Linked DNA regions of Mus musculus: region 2 is linked to region 1. A link is a contact called in public promoter capture Hi-C data. All regions are on one chromosome and are shown on one strand. The core of a region is the stretch at or near the end of the contact, and the rest is flanking DNA. Distances in the headings are between cores, read along the strand shown.

Region 1 (7,823 bases), core at 2,154-4,653:
TGCCTGCATTTGGAATACGCACCTCAAAGCATAGAGGAAGCAGGGCCACGGCTAAGTGAAACCACCGACACACACTGGTTGAGTGACTAAGTCCTCTGAAACACAGGTCAAGCATTAAAGCAATACAATCCCGACAAAAACACTAATTTTCTCTCTTAGCTTCTGGGCACAGAAGTTACCGTTTAAGAAATTAATAATAACTTTAAAATCTGAGATCATGTTAGAGGAAAAGGGTGACGAAAAGAGTCTTGTGAAAGCATGTGTTCATTCTGATAAAATATTTCACAAAAAAAGTTAGACAAAATAAAATGGGGGGGGGGGTGCGGGGGAGAACCTGTGTCACATTTCTGACTATATGAACATTATTAACATTTTTTTTTCAATTACCTATCCCATGTTTTCTTGATTTGAAAAGAACATTTCACAAAGGTGAGCCACAGTTTTGGAGTTCTTTCAAATTAATATCTAAACATATTGCCAAGTTGTGTTTTGTTTTGTTTTGTTTTGTTTTGTTTTAAGCACTTAGTTATACACAGAATATTTCCGTGAATTTTTAAGCATATATTGGCTTTAAATTACTAGAGCATGAGTTAGTATATAAATATTCATAACAATGAATTAATGAAGAAGATAGGTGTTTGGCAAGTGAGACATTGTATCCTTCGTGTTATCTGTGTGGTATTGTTTGGAAAAGGAAAAAAAGTCTGCGCTGTGGGAGAATCCAGCGGCATGCGCTCAGGCAGCTCCAGCAGAGGGCATGGCAGCTTCAAAATGGAAACCTACGCTTTGTTTATCAGCAGATCTCAGGCTGTGGCTTTGCCGGCCAGTCTTTTTTCAACCCACTGCATTGCTGCTTCCGCCACCACAAAATGGAAACTGTGTGTCATCTTAGTATTTAGCAATCCTATTTACCTAAAAGCCAACTGTAACAACAACAAACTCTAAAGGGAAGTTGCCAGACATGAAGCTATTACTTTAAATATGAAAGCCGGTTTTGAAAAAGACCTGGGGGGGGGGGGGTATTTTTGGTGGAGATAGAATCCAGGGCCCCTTCGTGCTCAACAAGCATTCTGCCACTATATTCCCTCCCAGTGCCATGTGGTGTCTTCTCAAGAAAAAAGGTGTCTGTCTGTAGTAGATACTGCCTAAACTCCCAAAATTACCAGTGGTTGTAAATTTATCCACGATTTCCAGGGAGAAAAAATAATTTTGTGACTTACTTCCAATTGTCAGTCTGAAAAGGCTTGTAGAGAAAAAAAAAGTATTAAAGTGGATTAAATACAAAAATCATCTAGGGTGGTCTACCTTTCAACTAGTTAGTAGGGCACATGTAAATTCACTTTGTTAATGTATAAAAAGAGCAGAGCTTTTCAGGTTTAAAGATCTTGAAGGTGCTAAATATGAACTATTTTGTTTCTTGTCCTTACTCATTTATTATATAAACATCAATTTGTCATAAGCTTGACACACACACACACAAACTGCATTATCTTGCTAGTTGATAGAATTTACACATTTAGAACCTAATTAATTTTGAGTTACTTCTTACAGATTTTTTATGCTGAAAAGCTAGCTTGACATTGCTCTGTTTGTATGTGCAAAATAATGCACTTTGTTGCCATTACAAAGGGTCTTAAATGCAAGATTTGCATAGTATCTTTTGAGACTGGCAAAAAAAAAAAAAAAAAAAAAGGAGAAGAAAAAATCACATTGCTGCTCTTAGTCATGAGAAATTAGGGCTCAGGCAGGAGGAAAGTGACTGCCCTAACAGAGACTTAGCAACTACTGGCTCTGATTACACCTGCTAACAGCCACAAGTGTCAAGGGTCACCTGACCTATATTGATGATTTTAATACCCAGGGTTGTAAGAAAAAAAAAGTCCTGTTTTGTATTGTTAAAAAAAAGTCAACTATGCCTGCACATTACAGATATTTTAACGAGCAACACTATTTTATTAACACAAGCTTAATAAATATGTATTAAATCGTCAGAAATTAAAGCAAATGTAGAAACAGTGCAGATCTTTTCGGCTTATTAAAAATTTCATCTTACAGATTCATAAGCATGCTATCAAGTATTTGTTGCTAAAATCGAAATGATATTCCTTCTATAATAAGGCTATACCAATCTTCTTCATTAGCGACTGCAGACTTTGATCTCTGACTCAAACTACCCTCAGCTTGTCACAATGTGTTGCTTGGTTCCCAGTTTGAGAATGGGTCTTCATTTTCCTTTTAGTAGATCTAGTATGAATCAGAATAACTAGAGCCTAAGCCGTACCTTTTTGTTAGTCTGTTCAGACTTTATGGGAAAACCACTTAGGTATTCCGCCGCATCATTCTGGTAACATAGGAAGCTGAATCAGTTTGTAGTTGAAGTCATGTATTAGTTCTTACAAATCAGGGCTTATTAAACCCTGCAGGAGCAGAGACAGGGGTTCTCACAAATGAAGCTTACCCAAACAAATTCTTTACACCAACCGGCTCTCACATCTAGCTCTAGCCCCCACTGCACCGCCACCTTAACTTAAGCAGTTGAACATCTAGTAATTCCTAAATCTGTTCAACCGTGAATGACTCATGAGGAAATCCTGATTCCTTACGCTCTGAAACTACACATGATCCGTGTGCAGCAGAACTGCGAGATCCTGGGTTTCCCTTTGTATTTCTCACCTATCTCTCTGATCTTTGCTGTGCCCCGCAGGAGATGCCCCTCGGGTCTCCTGGGGAACGACCCTGCAAAGCCACAGCCTGCTGCAGCCATGCATTTAAAGATCAAAACTGCAGAACTGGTTAAAACACCAGGTTTTAATAGAAACTTTCTCCCGCTTCCTCCCTGAGTAGCGTGGAATTCCCTTTAGGAATTCCAAGGTGCCTGAGCGAGCTACAGCACCTTACTCAACAGTCCATATTTCAGGTTTTTCTAGTTGTTTGATTTCCTTCTCTAAAATAGGTAGAGTTGCTGAGTGCAGCCAGCAGGGCTCTCCCCATCCCAGCTGCAGTTTATGGGTGTCCGGATGAACAATAGATACAAAGGTGGGGCGCGCGCGAACACACACACACACACGCACACGAGTAAAAGGTACGGTCTTCAGTAAAGGAAAAGCCAAGAACTCGGAGACCCTTCACCGCGTGGCTGCCCGAAGTGCCTACCAAATCTCTCTGTGTCCCCGCCCGCCACCTCCCACCCTGTGTGCGCACGAGGATGCGGCGCCTACGTCAACAGCGCCCTCGCTTCCAGGCCCTTCGGGGGCTGCCGTGACTGCCACAGGCCGGGGCGACTCCGCCCTCGTGCCGTCTGCAGCGAGCCAATCCGCGCTCTCTTGGGGCGTGGCTGACGCCTCCAGGTCCCGCCCCTATGCCGCCGCCCGCCTTAAAAGCCCGCGGCGCGCTCCCGGCCTCAAACAGCTGCGGTGGCCGCGGGAGTCTGAGAATGCAAAGTGCCATGTTCCTGGCTGTCCAGCACGACTGCGTACCCATGGACAAGAGTGCAGGCAACGGCCCCAAGGTCGAGGAGAAGCGGGAGAAAATGAAGCGGACACTGTGAGTATGCCCTGTCTCCCGAAGAGCTCTTCATACCCAGCCTGGCTTTGCTGCTAGGGACCTACCTTCCCTCGATCTCGGCTTTGAATGCTCTCTAGTCTGCACCTCTGCAGAGAAAGTGTGGGGGCTTGGGGGGTGGGGGGTTAGCTTGCTAGATATGGTGGTATTTGCTTTTTTTCTATGTGAGCTCCGAGAGTTTAGGAACTATAGGAAATGGTTGAAGAAGGTGGCGGTAGATGATCTGAGAAGGGCTGGTTGGCTTTTTGTTCTGCATTTAATGTGGCATCAGAATCCTGTAGCTGAATAACGTCCACCGGCGTCTGGACGTTGCATTGTTAGTTCTGAGCTGCTTGCATAGCTGCTGGGTGGAGATGTTTGAGTTGATTCGCAATGTATGAGATCCATTTTTAAATCATAAAGTAGGGCTCACCCAGTCACGACTATGGAATGAGTAATTTGCTCTGCAGTATCTGCTGCGGAGAAGCACTGTGGGCGGTCGCAGAGGGGAGCTAGGGAATCCATCACACACACACACACACACACACACACACACACACACACACACACACACCTATGCATTGTCTCTGGCATAGTGCAGACCCTCCTACCCCCAGTGCAGAAAGGGAAGAAACATCAGCTGGGTCAAGACTGCTGTTCTCAATTGAAAAATGACAGCAAGCTGTAGTTTAACCATGCAGAAAATCCACTACCTGTTTATTAGGTCAGAAATAACTGGTGAAAATTTAAAATACCCTGGCTGTTATGTAGTCCTATCCTGCTTGTAAAGCTCATTATAGTCGGATGAATGGATAAAACTGTGTTCTGAGGTGCTGGGTTTAAAAGCTAAGAGGGAGAGACTCATCTGCTTTGTTTGTAGCTACTGCAGCTGATGATAGTTTGACCGTTCAAGAATTGCCACTTGAAGTATTTTTTTTTTCTCTCTTTTTTTTTCCAGCTTAAAGGATTGGAAGACCCGTTTGAGCTACTTCTTGCAGAATTCCTCTGCTCCTGGGAAGCCCAAAACTGGCAAGAAAAGCAAACAGCAAACTTTTATCAAGTAAGTTTCGGATCCTGTAGTTACAGAGATGAATATCTAACCAAGCCAAGCAAAAGGGGAAGGGGAACTGATGTGTGTTGGGGAGCTCATTTGCGGAACTTCTCTTGCAGGCCTTCTCCTGAGGAAGCGCAGCTCTGGGCAGAAGCATTTGATGAACTGCTGGCCAGTAAATGTAAGTTCACCTCTTGAATGTGATCTCTCACCAGTATCTTTAAAAGCCTAGAAATGATTGCAAGAAGTGCATTAGACATTACCACCACTGACAGTTCAAAGCCTCTTTTTCTTTCCCTTATATCACTGGGTTTAATCATGGGGAAGCAAGAGGTATTCACCTCAGGTGGGGAAGAAAAGTTAGCCTAAAAATTAAAATGCCAGTTACTCAGGCTGTGGTTGAGTCAGCTTTTCCATTGCATAGAATATTTTCAAAAGCCCTAGTTCCTAGTGAACTTATGGCCTATAAACACTGGTCTTGCAGTGCCAGTGAAGTTAAGTATACTTTTGTTGCAGACTACAAACTTAAGCATTTTTGCCTACTGGCATCTTAGTGCTTAAAGAGCCAGACCTAGAGAATGACAGGCTTGAATGAAGTCTAGGAAACTGATCATTTTGTGCAGAAGAACTGTGTATAATTCGGTCGTTCCATTCATGCTGCTTTTCCTGTGCTTCCAGATGGGCTGGCTGCATTCAGGGCGTTTTTAAAGTCCGAGTTCTGTGAAGAAAACATTGAATTCTGGTTGGCTTGTGAAGACTTCAAAAAAACCAAATCACCCCAAAAACTGTCCTCAAAAGCAAGGAAAATCTATACCGACTTCATAGAGAAGGAAGCTCCCAAAGAGGTAAGAAGACAGGCGCCTCAGATCACCTTCAACACTGTTGAAACCTGAGACTTGAATACACCACATTCAAGCACAAGTGAGAAGAGCCCTGTGCGCCTCTCATCCCAGCTGTCCTAACATTTAAGTTTCTCCAAAGTTGACAGTTATAACTGATCACAAGTTACACCTTTATGTTTTATTATTAAGCATCAATCTGCAGTGTTGACTAGCCAATAAATGGACTTTTGTTTTGTTCTTTCAGATAAACATAGACTTCCAAACGAAATCTCTGATTGCCCAAAATATCCAAGAGGCTACAAGTGGCTGCTTCACCACAGCTCAGAAGAGGGTGTACAGTTTGATGGAGAACAATTCTTATCCTCGGTTCTTGGAGTCCGAATTCTACCAGGACTTATGTAAAAAGCCACAGATCACCACGGAGCCCCATGCTACATGAGACCAGGAGTCCCCCCACACACAAAGGACATTCCATTCTGTCTCCCAAGAGCAAAGGCTGTGACCTGCCAGAAAAAAAAAAAAAACTGACCTTGAATTCAGCCTGAGTGTTAGGAAAACATCGCTCAGAACTATTGATTCAATGTTGGGTAGTGAATCAGGAAGTCAGCAACCTAGGAGAGGCTCTGTGTGAGAACGGCTTCCCTCACTGTGTGAAGAACAGAGGGAGGGAACAGGCCTCTGAATGTGTTCTTCCTCCTTGTCGGGAAAGCAGAGTTTGAGATGAAAGATCCGATGCAATGTTGTTGGAGCATTTAAAATCAATAGGTCTGGGATTATGTGGCCTTAGCTAGTTGGCTGTACACCTTCCCTAAACTAGTCCATGTTACCACATAGTGGTGTTAGTTCTAGTTTTAATATTTTAGTACTAAGTAACATTACAATGTTTACTGTGTGCAAGGGTGTTGACGTTCTTAGGACTACAGATCATTAGTACTAGTGTGTCACGTATCACTGAAACTGAGAAGTATGTTTGAGTTGTTAAATGGTGTGTGTGATGGACCGAATGCTGTGCCGTGCTGTAGAACCAGCGTCTGTTACGAGTGCCAAAAACTGTCTTGCGGGCAGCTAAACTTTGAAGTGGTTTTTGAATACTTTTAATAAATTTATTTTGCTAAATAATGTCATTGAACATTTGGAAGTCCCGATGTGGTTCTGTTGTTTGATTTCAGTAACTGGAAATATGTCAGCTATCAGAGAAAAGAACTTTCTAGCAAAGAGGTATCAGTGTGGATCAATTGTTGTACCTGCCCACTGAGAAATCAACAGCTGAGAAGTGGGAAATGCTTGCTTCGAGGAAGATGTTCTCCTTAAACCTATAGACATTATGTAGTCTTAAAAACATCAGACCACATTCCTAGAACCACTCATTGTGAAAGTCAAATGTGTTATTTAATAAAAGAAAAAGAAAAAAAGAGCATTGACCTGTGTGTTAAGGACCAGCTAAATATTAGTAAGTAAAGTTACAGGGCCAAACAGCCTAAGAAAAGGAAAAGGTTCGTGTAAATGTGGGCCTGCCTGGCGTATGCTTGGTTCCAGACACCTGGCATGGGCAAGAACCTGGTCAGTTCTTTCTTCTGTGATGGGGCAATACGAAAACCCCAAGTTTCCTGCACCTCCTGCCTTCATTTGGCTAATAATCTGTGCTACTCTGGGTAACACTGAAGAAGAAAGCAAGTGCTTTGCTTGCACTAAATGCAGGAATATGTTCTAGCTGAGAAAAGCCTTCATTCTGGCTAATTTGGAGGAATTCCCTTTCTGAAGCAAATTTTCTATATCTGGAAGTTTTAGTAAATGGGAGGAGATGGGGGGCACCCTCAGCTTGAAATTGGAAGACCTTAACTCAATGACATCCCATCGCTTTGTGTCCCTGGGCCCTCCCTGGATACCTCTCTACCCATCTCCCTAATATACACAATAATGGGGACTTGAGAATTGGAACATACTAAATGGGTAACTTTTTATCTATTTGCCAAAAGAAATAGTCTTTATGACTACCCTAATTCACACCTTTAACCAGATGTCTGGAACAAGCACAAGTACAGGAGGGACAACCTGGCTCATTTCTGTATCACCAGAAGCCAGAATGACATATAACAGGTACAGAATAAAATAAATACCGTTGGCATAAGTGAGTTCTGAATTCATTGAAACAGTGATACTGTGATGGAAATATGACAAATATGCCAGGTCTCTATAGCGCTTAATTCATAAAGGCTTTGCCTAACAAATCTCCTTTGCCATTAAGTTCCATTTACCTCACACTCTGTGCAGCTTTTCCTCAGTCCCCAGTCTGATAGAAGATGCCACCATGCCTGCAGTTAACCCACCACTCTCTGCTACCTCCTACACCTTATATAGTTCCTTCTTAACGCTAGTGATGCTTTCAACAC
Region 2 (7,823 bases), core at 3,418-5,917, 2.5 Mb before region 1:
GCACACATCCACATAGAGATATAATGAGCATGCTTTTTACAACAACCTCCAGAGACTAAAATGTAAAAGAACTGGCAAATTGAAATTTGTTAATGACTTTCTCTTGTGGGGTAAAACTGCCATTTGCTTCTAACTAAGAAAAGTACTACAACTTTGCAGCTTTCCAACCAAAAGTAGCAATTATTCTTATTTATTCAATATTTTATCCGGGAACCTTACAAGCAGAAAAAAATATTGACTCAGAGGTCTAAGTCAATAAATGTAAGCACTAAAATTATTTCACAGATATTGTAAAGATAATTTCCTAGACAAAATGCTATTAGCAACTGACATGGCTTTATGATGGTGTCTTATTAATTTGATGGGTTTTCTGCTTCACTATCTGCAAATTCTCAGCTCCTTCAACTCTAACCAGAATTTAACAAAATGAAGACAGTAATAATAATAATAAAATACATTAGACCCTGCAGATGTATTATTCTACTTACATTCAATCTGATAATGGAAGAAATCTATTGGCTGCTCAATCTATATATCTACCAAACTTTGACGAAAAATAAAAAGTTTATTTTAGGTGTGTTTCCATAATTTTCTCCCTCCCTCTCCTCTCCCTCCCTTTTTTTTTTTCAATTTTTCAGTTGTTTTTCTTAGACGTAGATGTATCTGTACCTGGGGATCATGTAAAAGCCTGCCTTTGGGTAATCTCCTCCTCCAATTTTATAAATCCATTTAATATCAAACCCGAGCATTTTTGCTTTCAAGATTGAAAAGATAGTATAAGGGTGTCCCCAAAAACATTTTCTCAAGTAGTCAAAATTACTTTTTTTAGTTCAAGAGACCCTCGATAGTTCTTCAGTTGCCCTCTGTATAGGAAGGTTTGTGACCTCAGCAAAAGACATGGTATAAGACATTTCTGCAAGTGCCACTTCCATATTGCATTAGGACCACCCACCCCTTCCTCTAACTCTATACCTTCCCAATCATTGCCTCTCCTCGAGGTCCATTTGATGATTTTTCTACCACTGTTCAACATTTAAATAAAACCACATTAAACATTTAAATGAATGCACATTGAATCACTAAATGATATTAAACATACTCATGAATGCAAATATTAAGAAGTTATGCATCTTAGAACCATCTAAAAAATGCATGTCTTCAGTAGGTCGGAATAGAAGTATCATCACAAGATAGGTCAAACACAGGCTATAAGGTTGCTGATATCACACAGACCTTCAGTCCTTACCTGGTTAACTGCATGATGACAAACAAATCAAAAGAAAAAGTCCCTAGATTCTGAATCATCTGTCTCCACGCTGCTCTGACAGCTTTACAGCTTAGGGTTTTCTTCCTGCTTACACATATTTGTCTGGCAATCCTTTGCAAGGAATGCTAGGGTTAATCTGTAACCCAGGTCACCTCCTCCTCTTTTCCAACAGCTGTTTGACAGCTCACACAGAAGAGAAAGTGCATTTTACCCTTTCAAGTAGAACCTACCCTGAATCTCCACACCAAGGCTCCCTTTACAAGGAGGTCCCTGCTCTGCTGGAGAACTGATCACGTTCTGGACCTAAAGGAAAGTACAAGGCTTTCAGCTTCAACTCTTAGGGACTGGGAGAACAGCCATCAAAGACTTCAACTCTCTTCCCCTGTTTGGCTACAGACGCTGCAGAAACCCGCAGCCCAGAAGCGCCACCCCCTCCCTGGTGGTCACCACTGGAGCTGAGAGCCCAGAAATCAGTCCTCTTTCTCTCAACCCCACCTCCAGGAAAAGGGGGTGAGCAAAATAAAAAGAGAACTTTATAGTGGCTTTAAGGTAAGGTTGTATCTGCTGAGCCTCAGACTGCGGATAACATAGCATTCCAAGCCCTGACTCCAAGTTGAAACCCAACTCACTTCACCCGACCGCCCTCCGGATTCTGTGAGTTAGTGGAAGGAGGAAAGGCATGAGTGATGATTAGCAATACTTAAACACTGATCTTAAAAAAAAAAAAAAAAAAAAAAAAGTACTTCAGCTATCCTAAGCCCTACTAAACAGACAGATAACAGCAAAGATCGGGGTTTTTAAAAAGCAGCATCCTGGGGAAGCATCGCGCGCTGTGCTTAGACTCAGCTCACGAAAATAATAAAGAAATTGCAACACAGAACGGTGTTAAGAGATTACAGAAAAAGCAAGTCTTTCTTCCACACAGAAGAGGTTTGGGAGCCCAGGAAAACTAGACAGTCGACGTTGTGGGAGGTTGAAAACCCCTTGTGAACCTCACTCTCCTGGGCTGCAAATGTCCACCGTGAGCCGCAGGGCTGAGAGCGAGCGGAGCCTGCGCCAGCGGGTCGGGACTCCATCCCCACCCTCGCACTCCCGCACCAGCACTGAGCCCTGGACCAGCCAGGCTACTAGGCGCTTTGCCCTCCACGTCCCCAGAACCCAGGAGGCTTAGATATAGCCTAGGGCTGCCGCGGAATCTCCAAGACACACTCGCCTGTTGCTAGCCCTCTGGTTAAAGCATTCTTGGCTGCAAGAGCCTGTCTCTCCTGTCAATTTCCCTCACAGAAGGCAGAGCTCCTGGTTCTAACACAGCAAAACGCACTTACCTAGACAGCGAACGTCTGTGCCTCACTGTGTCACACTGATTAAGCAGAAAACCGTCTGACTGCACTGAAAGTTTTCTCCCTTCTCTCTCTCTCTCCCTCCACCCTTGCGCAACAGCAGTAGTCCTCTAGAGAGGGTATTTGAATTGGCGAATTACACCAAAGCCTCTTTTCTTCAAATGAAGTCACGGACGCTAATGGCCCTGGCTTGTAAGGCAGGACGGACCAAACTGAACTGGCACAGACAGCAGGTAGACTAGCGCTGGGTGAGGGACGCCAAGAGGTGCGGATCACTGTGTGAGCCCCAAATCCTCTCGCACTCGGTGGGAAGCAAAGGGGAAAGCCCTGGAATCTGAGGAGGGGGAGGGAGATGGTGCGATGCTGCAGCTGGAGTACTTTTATGTCTGGAAGCTTTAAAGCCTTTTGAATTAAAAAGAAAGGAATCATTGCCTAGATTGTCGCATCAGCCATCAATGACTGGAACAGTTCTTTCCCAGAAATTAAAAAGAACACCCCCCCCCAAAGGATAAAAAAGAGTCAAAATAACTTAGGAAGGAGAGGCTTAAACAATAGATCCTCACCTCCATCCACCCCAATAAAGGGGGATTGTGCAAAAATTTGTGCTTTACAGATTATGACCATGTGCATGTTTGTGATTGATAATTACCAAACTCTTGGCCAAATGTGAAGTGAAAACCAACATTTAAATGCTCCTCAAAGCAACTCGGAGGAATGAGAAGGATCATCAGTTAAAGACCATAGAAATGTTCATAAAAGCACAAAACAGGGACCATATTAACATACTTATTAAAAAACTGAGGGCAGGGGTGGGCAAGTGTGAAGACGGAGGCAATTACATTTTTCATGTAAAGTCCCTCCCTGAATTTCAATGTGTTAGAACCCAGATAATCAGTGGCTTCTGAGAGCTCTCTTCATCTGAATGGAGACCTCCCTGACCAATTAACTGTCCCCAGCACAATTTACAAAATCTAAATGCATTGCAAAATGCTGCCTAGACAGTAACCATGATGACCAGAACAATGTGCCCAGGAACATATTGGATATTGTGTAAAGAATGATGCTCTCAAAACTCGGGACTCTTCCTGGCCATGTAGTGACATGTCAGTATGTAGGATCCTACTAAATCACTAGACACACTTAACCAAAGTCCTCTCTCAACCATTCAGTTGTTTAGGATGAGATGAACACTTGCTGACCTGGACCACCTTCTAAAGATCAGAGAGACTAGTGAACTTTCTCAAACCCATACATAGCCAGCCCTCCTTCAGAAATACCTATCCTACAGGCATTATCATAGACTAATAGAAAAAAAATACCCCCTCAAATGGCACAATGCTGTGTTCCAAGAGGGGTACATTCCTGGGAGGTGATGTCCACATTACCTGATAGAAACGTATAAGGATTGAGGAATTTCTTTTTAAAGGAGGTATTGGGGTAAGTTATTTCATGGGCTACATCCTACTAGTTCGATCATGTACTAATGGTCACACAAATAAGTATTTGCAATCTGAAATTAACTGAACAAAGAACGCAGAAAAAGACAGAGACAGAGAGAGAGAGAGTGGAGAAAAAGTAGTGCTTATTTTTTAAAAGTAAAAATTAACACAAGTAGTAAAGTACTCATCACATATAAAGAAATACTTACCAGAGGAAAGTTAATGAAGCAAGATGAGTGTGAGAGAAACATATCCACGATTCAAGGAGACATCCCATGATCTTCCAAAGCAGTGTAGAGTGGTGAGCTGCAGGAAAGTAGGAGTTGGAAACACTCAGTAGTTCCTGGTGGCATCTAATCAGGTGAAAGTCACTTATTCCAGGGGCCAAGAACCCAAAAATGTTAAAGAAGTGCTTTCTTTCTTTCTTTTTTTTTTCTTTTCTGAGAATGGTTAACAGTGGGAACCTTTCTTATGATAATCCTCAGGCAAACAAATGTACCAAACTGGAAGTACCCACAAAGTGAGGAAGCTGGGTAACCCAAGAGAACAGGATGAATAAGACAAACAGATCTCCAAAGAGAAGTGAAAGGATGTGTTGTAAACAGGAGTAGACAACTAGTGAGCTAGGCTGTAGTCATCTTCAGAGAGCAGCAGCACTGATTTAGGCTGCTGGGGATGATCCAATGAGAATTCAGGAGAGCAGCGCTTCGGAAATCCTGCAGGATCTTCCCACTCACAGTTCTTTTCAGAGTTTACCTGCACTGGGAATGTTATCATTAGGATTAATAGTATTCCATCAGTGCATTTCACTAGCACTTCCTTGGAATCCTTTCCCTTGCAGAAACTGATCCAGGCATAGTAAGAAAATCGACTTAACACACAGCCCAAATAAACCAGCAGGACCGGTCCCATTGCATTGATCTAATCCTCAGCGATTTTTTTTGCATAGACAGGGGCTGGGAGGTGAATGGTTGAAGGTCGTAGTCACTCAGAGTTTTCGAGGGCGCTATGCTTTGGAGGGTTAGCAAGATGACCAAGAGGCTGATGATGGGTTACCTAGGCGGCAGCAGCCTTCCTAGGTCCCACTTCCTCGTTAAATCATGCAGCCTGTGTTTAAGGCAATTGCTTTCAGTACTGAGCCCCTGCGCTAAAGACCATGCTACAAGAAGCTAGATGTTAGGGCAGTCCGAGAACTGTCCCTGGTCCACTGGGGGTGGGGTAGGAGGGGTGCACGAGTGGCCGTCTGTGCCATGTCTGCCTTGCATTTGATTCCAGCAGTTACCAAGCTAAACTAGAGAAAGAAATAGCTTTGTTGTGGATTGCATTGTCGAGCCATTTTCGTGTCCTGATACCGCATAAACGATCACCTGATCGCTGGATCGATTGGGTAAGATTAGCCTGATCTCTTCTCCCTTTCTCTTTTTGTGACCACCCCCTGCCATCCCTTCGCAGTTCTCTCCCTAAACCTTTCTTTCTCTGCTTCCATCCCTATCTTCTCTTCTCCTTTCCTCTCGGAAATCTACTGTCACTGGGGAACTTGCCTGTTTGAGCTTATAACACTGTAACCGATTTATTTATTTATTTATACCACGGATTGACCATCACCTCCCTTCTAAAAGTATTTTTGGGGTGGAAGATTCTGGGTCCTTATCTTTAGAGATTCTCTGAATGACCCAGAAGGTGTGTAGAGAGTACAGTCAGGTAGGAAAGTCCTTAGTTAGCCCTGGATTCCAGCTCAGTCTTGCTGAAGCTTACAAATTATATATCTGTCTGTTTTAGAAATCGAAAGAGAAGGTAGCTTGGTAATCGATTTATTTGTTGTAGAAACTGAGTTCCTGAATGGTGGAAGGGTTAATCATTTACGGAGGATAAAAATGTTCTTCATAAGTAATCTTATTTTCTGCGGTTGAAAAGGCAACACATTGCTTCTCAGCGACCCATCCCCCACTCCATTCATTTATATCCTTTCTGTATGTAAATCACGGAGGAGCTGGGTCACTGGAAATTTTCTTTTCCTCTTTCTTAGGAGAGTAGAAGCCTGCAAATGTGAAATTGGGGGCGGGGGGGGGCGCTTTGGAAACAATATCAACATTTTAAGGTCCTTCCTATCTTGTATAAAAATACTCACAGGTAAAGTATCTTTGGTTTCTTAAGGATTCCTCTCACCTTTAACTCTTTCTTTTCTGGAAATGATGTGAATTTTGGTGTAGCAGCTCATGTTAAATATACTATAAGCACACTTTAGCTAGCTCTGTTTTAAAATTAATACTGTTTCAGCTATAGTAATAATGCTATTGGTTGTTTTACCCCATCTTACAGGAAAGATAACATTAGAAATATTTTATTAAGTATGTATCTTAGTTCCAATTCGTATATCTGATCCACTGTCCCAATTGAATATTTGCTGGTCGTGATAAAGATTTCTGGCTTGCCCAAAGTCTATAGCACACCCACTTGTGAATGGTTATCTTGAAGGGAGGGCATGTACAAACTTGTGAAGGAGCTGAACAGCTCTTTGATAGTACTGCGATTATATTCTGCTAAATGTGGAGAATAACAAGTCTTGAAACTGGCATGAACTTGGATTATAAGTGCAAGCTGACGATTTTGGATCCAAAGTATTACACGATGATGCCAAATAGAAAGCATTGCAATTTTGAATTACCAAATATGTTTCACTGTCAAAACATGTATATTAATTTTTCTCTGTTGTTAATCCTAGTGTGGTACCTTATCTCCAAATTTCAATAATAAAAGATACGCTAATTAGTGTAAACATGCATGTCTTTTGCAAACATGAGGACTTCATTCTCAACATAAATATATATTGAAATTCTATTGATTAAAAACAAATTTATGATAACCATCATTATAGAAGTCTGTACTATAACATAAAGAAAGGAAGAGAGCCAAGTGCCATGCATCTGAAACAAATTGAAATATGTGTGCTCAAGTATCTGTAGTGTTTATTACTGTCAAAGACTGCAAAACACAAACATTTTGTGATGTAGCTTTCCTTTTTCTTTTCAGGATGCACACTGTCCTGAATGCTCTGACAAAGTAGAAAATTTCTTTGGTGTCTCATTGTATAACAGGATGGAGTATTTCTGTGTATCTCTGTGTTTATTACATAGGCTGACAAATTTTGCCAAGAGGACCTGAGGATACATAAAATGCTGATATCAATATCTTGAGATATGCTCACTACCAATACAGCTTAACAACTGTGTCAAATACAGTCCATACTTTCTTTCTCTGAGAACCACAGAACGCTGTCCAAGGACACTTACCTAACTGACAGTTAAGAGGAATGTGCTATTTATTTAGGACCCAGTCTGACTTTTGTCAGACAATTGAAACACAGTTTTATTTTATAGGCATCCACAGTGATGTACTCTTGTACTCTGTATTTGTAGCTGTGGTGAACTGAGGCAAGCTTAGACTGAGTATTAAGACCTTGACTCAACAAGCATTGTGTTTATGTGGTGTATATTTGTGTGTGTGTGTGTGTGTGTGTGTGTGTGTGTGTGTGTGTGTGTGTGTAATGTTCTTAACTTTTTAAAAGGCCATGAAAAGAAAAATTCATTCGATGAGTCTTAGAAACGTAAGAAAAGTTTTGTATTTTTAAAAATATTATTAATTAATTTATATGTTAGAGTAAGCTGTTAAACTATATGATTACTCAAATATACCTTCATGTAATGTCATAGACATTGTGTCCCCTGTCTTGTTTTCAGAGCAAATGTCTTTTTTACAATGCCTTGTGAATGTAAGATG

Evidence for each region. Promoter capture Hi-C pulls out the DNA fragments that hold promoters and counts their contacts.
Region 2: a contact with region 1 is called in a promoter capture Hi-C map of hippocampal neurons, with 8 times the contacts expected there. The contact joins the promoter of Brinp3 here to the promoter of Rgs2 in region 1. A contact is called at or near these places in 1 of 39 promoter capture datasets (hippocampal neurons) and 2 of 115 datasets of contacts at active chromatin or transcription factors (astrocytes and embryonic forebrain).

What each region holds. Positions count from the first base shown.
Region 1 is chr1:143,999,729-144,007,551 of GRCm38.p6, reverse strand. Rgs2 (regulator of G-protein signaling 2) reads left to right here and starts at 3,403. Exons shown (of 5, transcript NM_009061.4): 1 at 3,403-3,543; 2 at 4,499-4,600; 3 at 4,711-4,772; 4 at 5,270-5,436; 5 at 5,678-7,823. The coding sequence starts at 3,434. The coding sequence ends at 5,872.
Region 2 is chr1:146,492,510-146,500,332 of GRCm38.p6, reverse strand. It overlaps Brinp3 (bone morphogenetic protein/retinoic acid inducible neural specific 3), which reads right to left and starts at 4,667. Exons shown (of 8, transcript NM_153539.3): 1 at 4,256-4,667. Gm29514 (predicted gene 29514) reads left to right here and starts at 5,171. Exons shown (of 4, transcript NR_166160.1): 1 at 5,171-5,433.